2 separate regions of the Mus musculus genome follow, and region 2 is linked to region 1. Evidence: chromatin contacts called from public HiChIP or PLAC-seq data. All regions are on one chromosome and are shown on one strand. Each heading gives the region's core, a stretch centred on a gene start, on an enhancer-like site or on the middle of the called end of the contact. The rest is flanking DNA. Distances are from core to core; before and after follow the strand shown.

The links. HiChIP or PLAC-seq counts read pairs in DNA pulled down with a chosen protein or histone mark.
Region 2: an H3K27ac HiChIP or PLAC-seq map of regulatory T cells shows a contact between it and region 1, with 7 times the contacts expected there. The contact joins two enhancer-like sites. A contact is called at or near these places in 4 of 39 promoter capture datasets (cranial neural crest, embryonic stem cells and liver), 5 of 484 Hi-C or Micro-C datasets (bone marrow-derived macrophages, embryonic fibroblasts, erythroblasts and 2 more), 15 of 115 datasets of contacts at active chromatin or transcription factors (CD8 T cells, the HL-1 cell line, effector CD8 T cells and 9 more) and 3 of 9 other capture datasets (adipose tissue, liver and pancreatic islet).

The regions. Positions count from the first base shown.
Region 1 is chr17:32,051,924-32,055,456 of GRCm38.p6, forward strand. It overlaps Rrp1b (ribosomal RNA processing 1 homolog B (S. cerevisiae)), which reads left to right. Exons shown (of 16, transcript NM_028244.2): 9 at 816-904; 10 at 1,934-2,031; 11 at 3,182-3,201. Among named protein-coding and RNA genes, the nearest start is that of Rrp1b, 18 kb to the left of the region's middle. Within about 2 kb of position 1,953, at least 55 of the 459 cell types and tissues checked have an H3K27ac peak or open chromatin away from gene starts, as enhancers often do. A contact at or near this core is called in CD8 T cells, effector CD8 T cells, memory CD8 T cells and 1 more, where this site is marked.
Region 2 is chr17:31,691,150-31,694,613 of GRCm38.p6, forward strand. No RefSeq gene overlaps it. Among named protein-coding and RNA genes, the nearest start is that of Cryaa, 15 kb to the left of the region's middle. Within about 2 kb of position 2,007, at least 93 of the 459 cell types and tissues checked have an H3K27ac peak or open chromatin away from gene starts, as enhancers often do. A contact at or near this core is called in CD8 T cells, effector CD8 T cells, memory CD8 T cells and 1 more, where this site is marked.

The DNA.
Region 1 (3,533 bases), core at 703-3,202:
ACCAGTTTTGTCTGTGTGCACGAACGCGTGTGCTCGCGCACACTTTCATGTGGAGGCCAGATGTCAGCACTGGGAGTCACTGTTCAGCTTTCACCCACCCCTATTTTGAGGTGAGGTTCCTCATTGCCCTGGAAGATGCCTAATTAGGCTGGACTGGCTGGCTGGTGAGTCCCAGGGATACGCCTGTTGCTGCCTTCCCTGTGCTGAGCCCAGAAGCCTGTACTGCCATGCCCAGGAGTTTTTTATGTGAATTCTGAAGGTTGAATCCGGGCCCCTTGTACTTGCCTGATGAAGCCTGCTGGCTCCTCTGTTCTTGGTTTTTAAGTCTTCATCAAGCACTTTGTTGACATCTCACTGCATATAGACCTCCCAAAAAATAAATCAGGGTACATAAAAGACACATGTGGACAGTTGGTCCCAACACCACTCACACTAGGCCAAGTTCTTTCTGTCCCTCCTAGCCCATTCACCTCCTTTGTGAGACGTTTGGCCTGTGCCTGTGAGAACTGCCGTGCAGTCAGGAGCACTTGTTCCCTTGGCTCCCCTCCAGCACACAGCTTCCTTCCTGCAGGCTTGAGTCCTTTTGTGGGGGTAGGGTTGTTCAGTATGGGGTTGGTCCTAGGGGCAAAACCTGGAGCTTCGCATATAAAATAAAGACCAGGATTTTTAGGAGACCAGTTTCAAGTATCTCCCCAGGCAGCAGTCACTGGTGTTCTCCCTGGTAATGGGGATTGAACCCAGAGCCTGGAGGGACTGAGCCACATCCATTCTTGAATGTCAAGACTGTGTCTTTGTCTTTGGATGTGTTTTGGCAGCACTAGACGAATGCCTCAGAGACGGAGTCATTGGCAGCAGAGAAAGAGACATCTGTGCAGCCTTGAAAGATTCAGGGTCACCTCTCCAGGTGGGAGCAGCTTTTGCTTTTAATAGAATGTGGGTTGACCTGGGATGGCTTGGCTAGAGAATTAGAGTCAGAGCTCATTAAGCCATAAGGCTTAAATTGTAAAGTCCTTTATAATCCCTTCTGTAATTAATGTCACCATTCTTAGAATGAGCTTGTTGGAGACACAGTTGAAAGGGTTTTAGGCTGGTGTGGTGTTGTTCACATGGATCCTCAGCACATAGGAGGGTCTCAAGTTCAAGAACAGCCTGGGTTACCTAGTACACTCCTATTTCAAAAAAACAAAAACAAAATGAAGCCAAGCATGGTGGTACACACACTCAATCCCAGCATTCGGGAGGCAGAGGTTGACAGGTCTCTGAGTTCAGACACGCCTGGGCTATGCAGAAAGATCCTATCAAAAATAATCAATGAACAGTTAAGTGGGTTTTGAAAGATCCCGAACCTCATTTTGTAAGCACTGTTGCCTGTTCTTCTGCATGTAACAGCACCAGCCTTTATGGGGGCCTTGGGGGGTGGGGTTGTTTTTAAGCAGATCTTGCTGTATATAGTCTAGGTGGAGTGGGGCTCACAGCGGTCCTTCTGCCCCTCCGAGTACTGGGAATACACCAGTGCACCACCATGCCAGGCTTCTAGTTTTGAGTTTTGGTTGGTTGGTTGGTTGGTTGGTTGGTTGGTTGGTTGGTTGGTTACCGGGTCTTTCCTTTATGTAGCCCTGGCTACTCAATAACTGCCATGTAAACCAGGCTGGCCTTGAACTCACAAAGATCCACCTACCTCTATTCCCCAACTGCTGGGATTAAAGGTCTGTGCCACTCCACACATGCGTACACAATTGTGCTTTGAAAACGTAAAGACAGTTATAGAGATTGAGACCCCAGGATGAGCATACAAGCAGGCTCCTCAGGCAGTTCTTCTCTGTGCATGAGAGCCCAGTTTGGAGAAGACTGCTCCCAACAGCAGCTAGAAGGTGACTCTCAGACAGGCCAGGCTGTCTCACCACTGCTTGGGTTTCCTGTCTCTTTGTGGTAGTTTGACTATAAGGCTGTTGCTGATCGACTCCTGGAAATAGCCAACTCAAAAAGCACCCCGCCTTTCAACAGGAAGCGACTCTGCAGACTAGTCAGAAAGTAAGTAGCAAGTGAGATCCTGTGGCCACACCAGCACTCTCCCACGTTTCTTTCCTTCTCTTAAAGATGTATTTACTGTTAGATGTGTCAGTGTGTGTCTGTGTATGTGTGCTCTTGCAGCGGCCCGAACAAAGTGGTGCTCTGGAACTAGAGTTACAGGCAGTTGTGAGGCATCCAGTGTGGGTACCAGGAACCAAACTCAGGTCCTCTGGAACTTCTGAGCCATCTTTCCAGCCCCCGCTGCCTTTTTCTTTATCTTTTATCACTTTATTCATAACCACATGGCAGTAACTGATCTGAGCTCGATCCTTTAATATTATGAATGCCTTTAGAAAGGAGGTAGGGACTCGACCCAATGAATAAAGAATGAAGGTTAGAGTTTAGATCCTCAGTACGAATGGAAGTGGCTGGCAGGTGTGGAGTCTCATGTCTAATCCCAGCACCCATGAAGTTCCAGGCATCAAGGCAGCTCACTTGGTTGGGAGGCAGAGATGGGACTCCTAGAGCAAGATAACTAGACTAGCCAAATTGATAAATTCTGAGTTCAAATGAGAGACCCAGGGGAGAGTGGCTGAGGAAGATACCTGGTATCAACCTCTGACTCTACATGCACGTGTGCTCACCTGCAAATGTGTGGACACACCAAAAATGGCTCTTAAAGAATTCCCCAGTAGATGGCATCCATAAGTTCTCGTGCTTTATAGCTGGACCTCCAAAGGCATGCCAGGGGCTTCAGTGTGGGTACTAGGGCTGACCTGCCTGCCCCAGCGACCCATCCCAGCCCTATGTACATCCCTCATAGCCTCAGCTTTGGTTATTTGGTCTGATGCATAAAGAGAACCCTAGTGGGCAAACCTCCCCTGAACATAGCAGAGCGTTAAGTTGTCTGCCTTCAGAAACAAGCGAGACAGACATGGGATCTCTTGGTATTGTGTGCCACTGTGTCCTATGCAGAGCTGGTGGAATGGAAAGCACCTTTGTCCTAGGCTTCTTCCTTCCTGACTCACCGCATCCCTAGGTGGGGCTGTCCCCTAGCCTCCCTGTGGAGGAGAGAGTGAGCACTGAGTATCCGGATTCCCGTTTTATGTTCAAAACCTGAGCTGTGAACTCTGAACTTCCATGTGCTTTTTTGTTTTTTGTTTTTTTACAGGTTCCAGGACCTCTGTGAAGGTAAGAAGAGTTGTTCTCACCCAGTACACACCCCACCAAGGGCAGCCCGGCCAAATCCAAGACTTCGGGTCATAGGGAAATTAATCCGTGGGTGGCCACCCTCATTGCGTTCACCTAAGCAAGTACCCTGGGAAATGCCTCCATGCAAGACCCTTTGCACATACTTTCCATCCATCCGGTGCCTGCAGTGTGTGGGTAACACCCATGTGGTATTTATTTGAAATTTTATTGGTGCTTTCTACAGTTAAGGTTTTAATGGGGAAGGAAAGGCAGAGAGGTGACTCCATGGTCAAGAGCACTGGCCGCTCTTCTAGAGGACCAGGTTCAGTTCT
Region 2 (3,464 bases), core at 757-3,256, 360 kb before region 1:
GTCCCAGCTCTCTAAGACTGAGTAGGAACAGCTCTTCCATGCTCAGCACCTCCATGGCTCCACCAGACCATGCGTGGATCTCCAGGGCTAATGAAACTGGGTTCCCTGTCTTCTCTGTCCCCAGCTGGCCACGTGCTCTTCCAGCCCCCCTATTCAGGCCTCTGTAAAGGCGGGGATCCCTTTCCTCTTCTCTCCCTTTGCTGGAAGACCCACCCCCCCATGTGGAGTGGTTCTCCTTCCAGTAAGGTTGCCTACAACGCTCTGAGGTTCTTAGGGTTTTATGCAGAGGCATTTTTGCCTGCCCTCCTTTTCCTAGGAGAGCATCACGCTTTCCAGGCAGAGCTAGAATTAAGGACTAGATCTGCCTAATTTTCTGCCACCCTCCAACAGCCTGACACCGAATAGTGATTCCACAAACACTGTAGGATAAACAAACAAATAAGGAGTGAGCGGGCTAGTACATGAGGTCTCATCCAGTGACTTCACAGAAGAGCATCGTGCCTAGCCTCATGTTCCTTCCTGTCATAATTTTGTCCCCCACAACCTCCACCCCTGGCTTGGCAGCTTTTGGCTCTAGATGATCATTAGGCTCACTGAGGCTGCAGATGGGGGTCTCCCCGCCTCCATTTGACTGTAGCCTGGAGGCTGGTAGGTTTGCTCCTTATTCTTAGAGGGCCCGATTTAGGACATGTCCTCCCCAAAACCTTCATGGGGGAGAACTAGATCTCCAACCTCCTGTGTGGCTCAGGAATCAGGTGTGTGATAATTTGGCAAAATTGGGGCCAGTGACAGGAGTTTGCTGGCTGGTTTTTACAAAGGGTACCCAAGGTGATCTCACTCACGGCAGGTCTTCTCAGTGACCTGCCACAGTGGCCCTTGAAGCCAGCTGGTATTAGTGACACTAGCCTCCGAAGTCAGGAAGGCTCCCCAAACTGCAAGAGGATGCACGGTGTCGATGGGCGGCTCTGATGCCTGCTGAGAATGGAACTCTGACTGGGAATGGGCACTTTTGCTCCATTTTGCAGATGAGGACATTGAGGGCCACAGGAAGGGCTTAGAATGATGGTGCCCAGGGCCGGAACCGACTACCCTGGGTGGTTACTGTCCAGGAGAAGCTGCTCTTTTTCCTGAAGTCATCATGTCTCCAGGATCCCCCCCTCCCCATCAGCAAGCATGGACCTGGGGTCATGTCCTTAAAGGTGGTGACCTTGAGCAGATCACAAGGTCACTGGCAGTAGGAAGACCTTAGGTGTGGGAGGAAGCTTGGCAGAAGCACAGTGCGCATTTCACTTCAGAGACAGCATTGACTTTGCATCTAAGAGCAATAGAGGGGCTGGAGAGATGGCTCAGCGGGTAAGAGCACTGACTGCTCTTCCAAAGGTTCTGAGTTCAAATCCTAGCAACCTCATGGTGACTCACAACCATCTCTAATGGAATCTGATGCCCTTTCCTGGTATGCATGAAGACAGAATGCTCATACAACATGATATACATAAATATAAATCTTTAAAAATATCCAAGTGACAGAAACAAGAGGGAGACCAGATCTCAGCACTTCAACACAAATGCTCTTTTCTTTGTATTAATATTCTTGCAGATGCCCTTCCAGGACACAGGGCACTTTGCCCTATTTCTGGAGCAGGTGACAGGGCTTCCAGTCTGCCTATGAGGTAGGCTAGAAGCCTTAGGAAGAGCCTCAGTAGCCAGGCGGTGGATGCTTTTATTATAGCCTGGCCTGGCTGAGCAGGGGTTAATCAGCTGGGCAGAGAGGGCACCCACTGGGCAGAGTGTCTAGCTGGAGCTTAGATTCACAACAGCTAGCTCAGCCAGGATGCTATGCTGGAGTGCGTGGAATCCCAGGGGTTAGGGTTAGGGTTAGGGTTAGGGTTAGGGTTAGGGTTAGGGTTAGGCTGTGGGCTCTGGATGAACAGCCAGCAACCTTCTAAAAGAGCACACAACAGGAAGCTGTTATCCCATGACGCTGTTGGCTCCTACCAATAGAACTACCTGTTGATACCAGGGCTTGAAGATGAGTATCTTACTCTCAGACAGTCCAGGACACGAGGCTTAGGTAGCAACCAGGATAACCCGCTCAGGAATAGGGTGTGGAGGGAACAAACCCGCTCAGGAATAGGGTGTGGAGGGAACAAACTTCATTTTTCTACCCATCCTTCCAACAGAAGAGATTGGGAAATCTGTAGTCCTGAGGGCTGGAAACTAGCTGGATAACACGGAGGCTGCGGCTGGATTTCACATGGCCGACAGGGGGCGCCTTCTACCCAGTTCCGGACCTACAGTGGCGGCTGGTTCCCCTCCTCCCTCAAGGCTTATCATCCAAGGTGCCTCAGCTGTGCTGGGGTTGACGCACAAAGGTGGGACACTGGCCTGCTGGGAGGGAAGAGTGGGGGTGGGGTACATGCAGGGGCGGGAGGATGACGGAGTAGGATGGGGTGAGGTAAGCGGTGAATCGTCCTGCTTGGTCACCCCTCTTAGGTAAGGTCACGACCCTACCCTGGAAAGGGGCCCTCTCCACCACCACTAAAAGCTCTTTGATGCCCACGCTGTGACTCAAACGCGTGCCTTGAATGTCACCGCGACACCAAGAAGATAAGAATAACTCCGGTTTGAGGAGCAGTGACCTCATTCAGTCCCACCTCCCTCTTGCTGGCACAAGGCCAAGTTGCCCACTGCTCTGGGCTTCAGTTTCTCCATCTTATTACTTGGGGATTCCAATTCTCAGTTTCAGGGCTGTAAAGGGGGGCGGGGCAGATGGAACTCAGCCGGCTAATAACAACCAAGAGAGCAAGGATGGGGGAGGGGGAAGAGGGACAAAAAGGCAGTGGGAAGTTCTAGGTACCCACTAGTAAGAGGCTGATGTAACTTCTATGTCTTTCCTTTGCTGACTTGAACTTGTTCTTGGATCCCACGTCCCTGGAAGGGTAGATGCCCTCAATCCAAGGCCCATGACAGCGCTGTGGGTGGGACCCCATCCCCACAGGTGCCCTACTGTGCCCCATCTCCACTTCAGGACTGAGTTGATTCAGTCGACACAGGCAGGTACATGTACATACCCACTGCACACACCTACTACACATGCTGCAGGCTGTGGATAAAAGTCGGGGGTGGGGAGAAGATGGCGTGGGGGTGTGCTCTTCACAGAGAAACGGGAGTCATCTATATGGTGACCTGAGCCCGACTTGCCAGGTACTGCACTGCTGCTCAGGGTTGTCACAGATCTTAAAGCAGGTTGACCTCCTTTGTGTCTACCTGTGACTGGGATCCTGAGCATCTACAGTGTGTGTGTGTGTGTGTGTGTGTGTGTGTGTGTGTGTGTGTGTGTGTGTGCCTGTGCTGGGTTGCGTGCACTCTCTGAGGGTAGAGGTGCATCTGTTTTGCCACAGTGGCACTGGCCTTCACAGCTCTGGACAGAGATGCTAGAGCCTGGATTTCATGGCTCCTGGGTC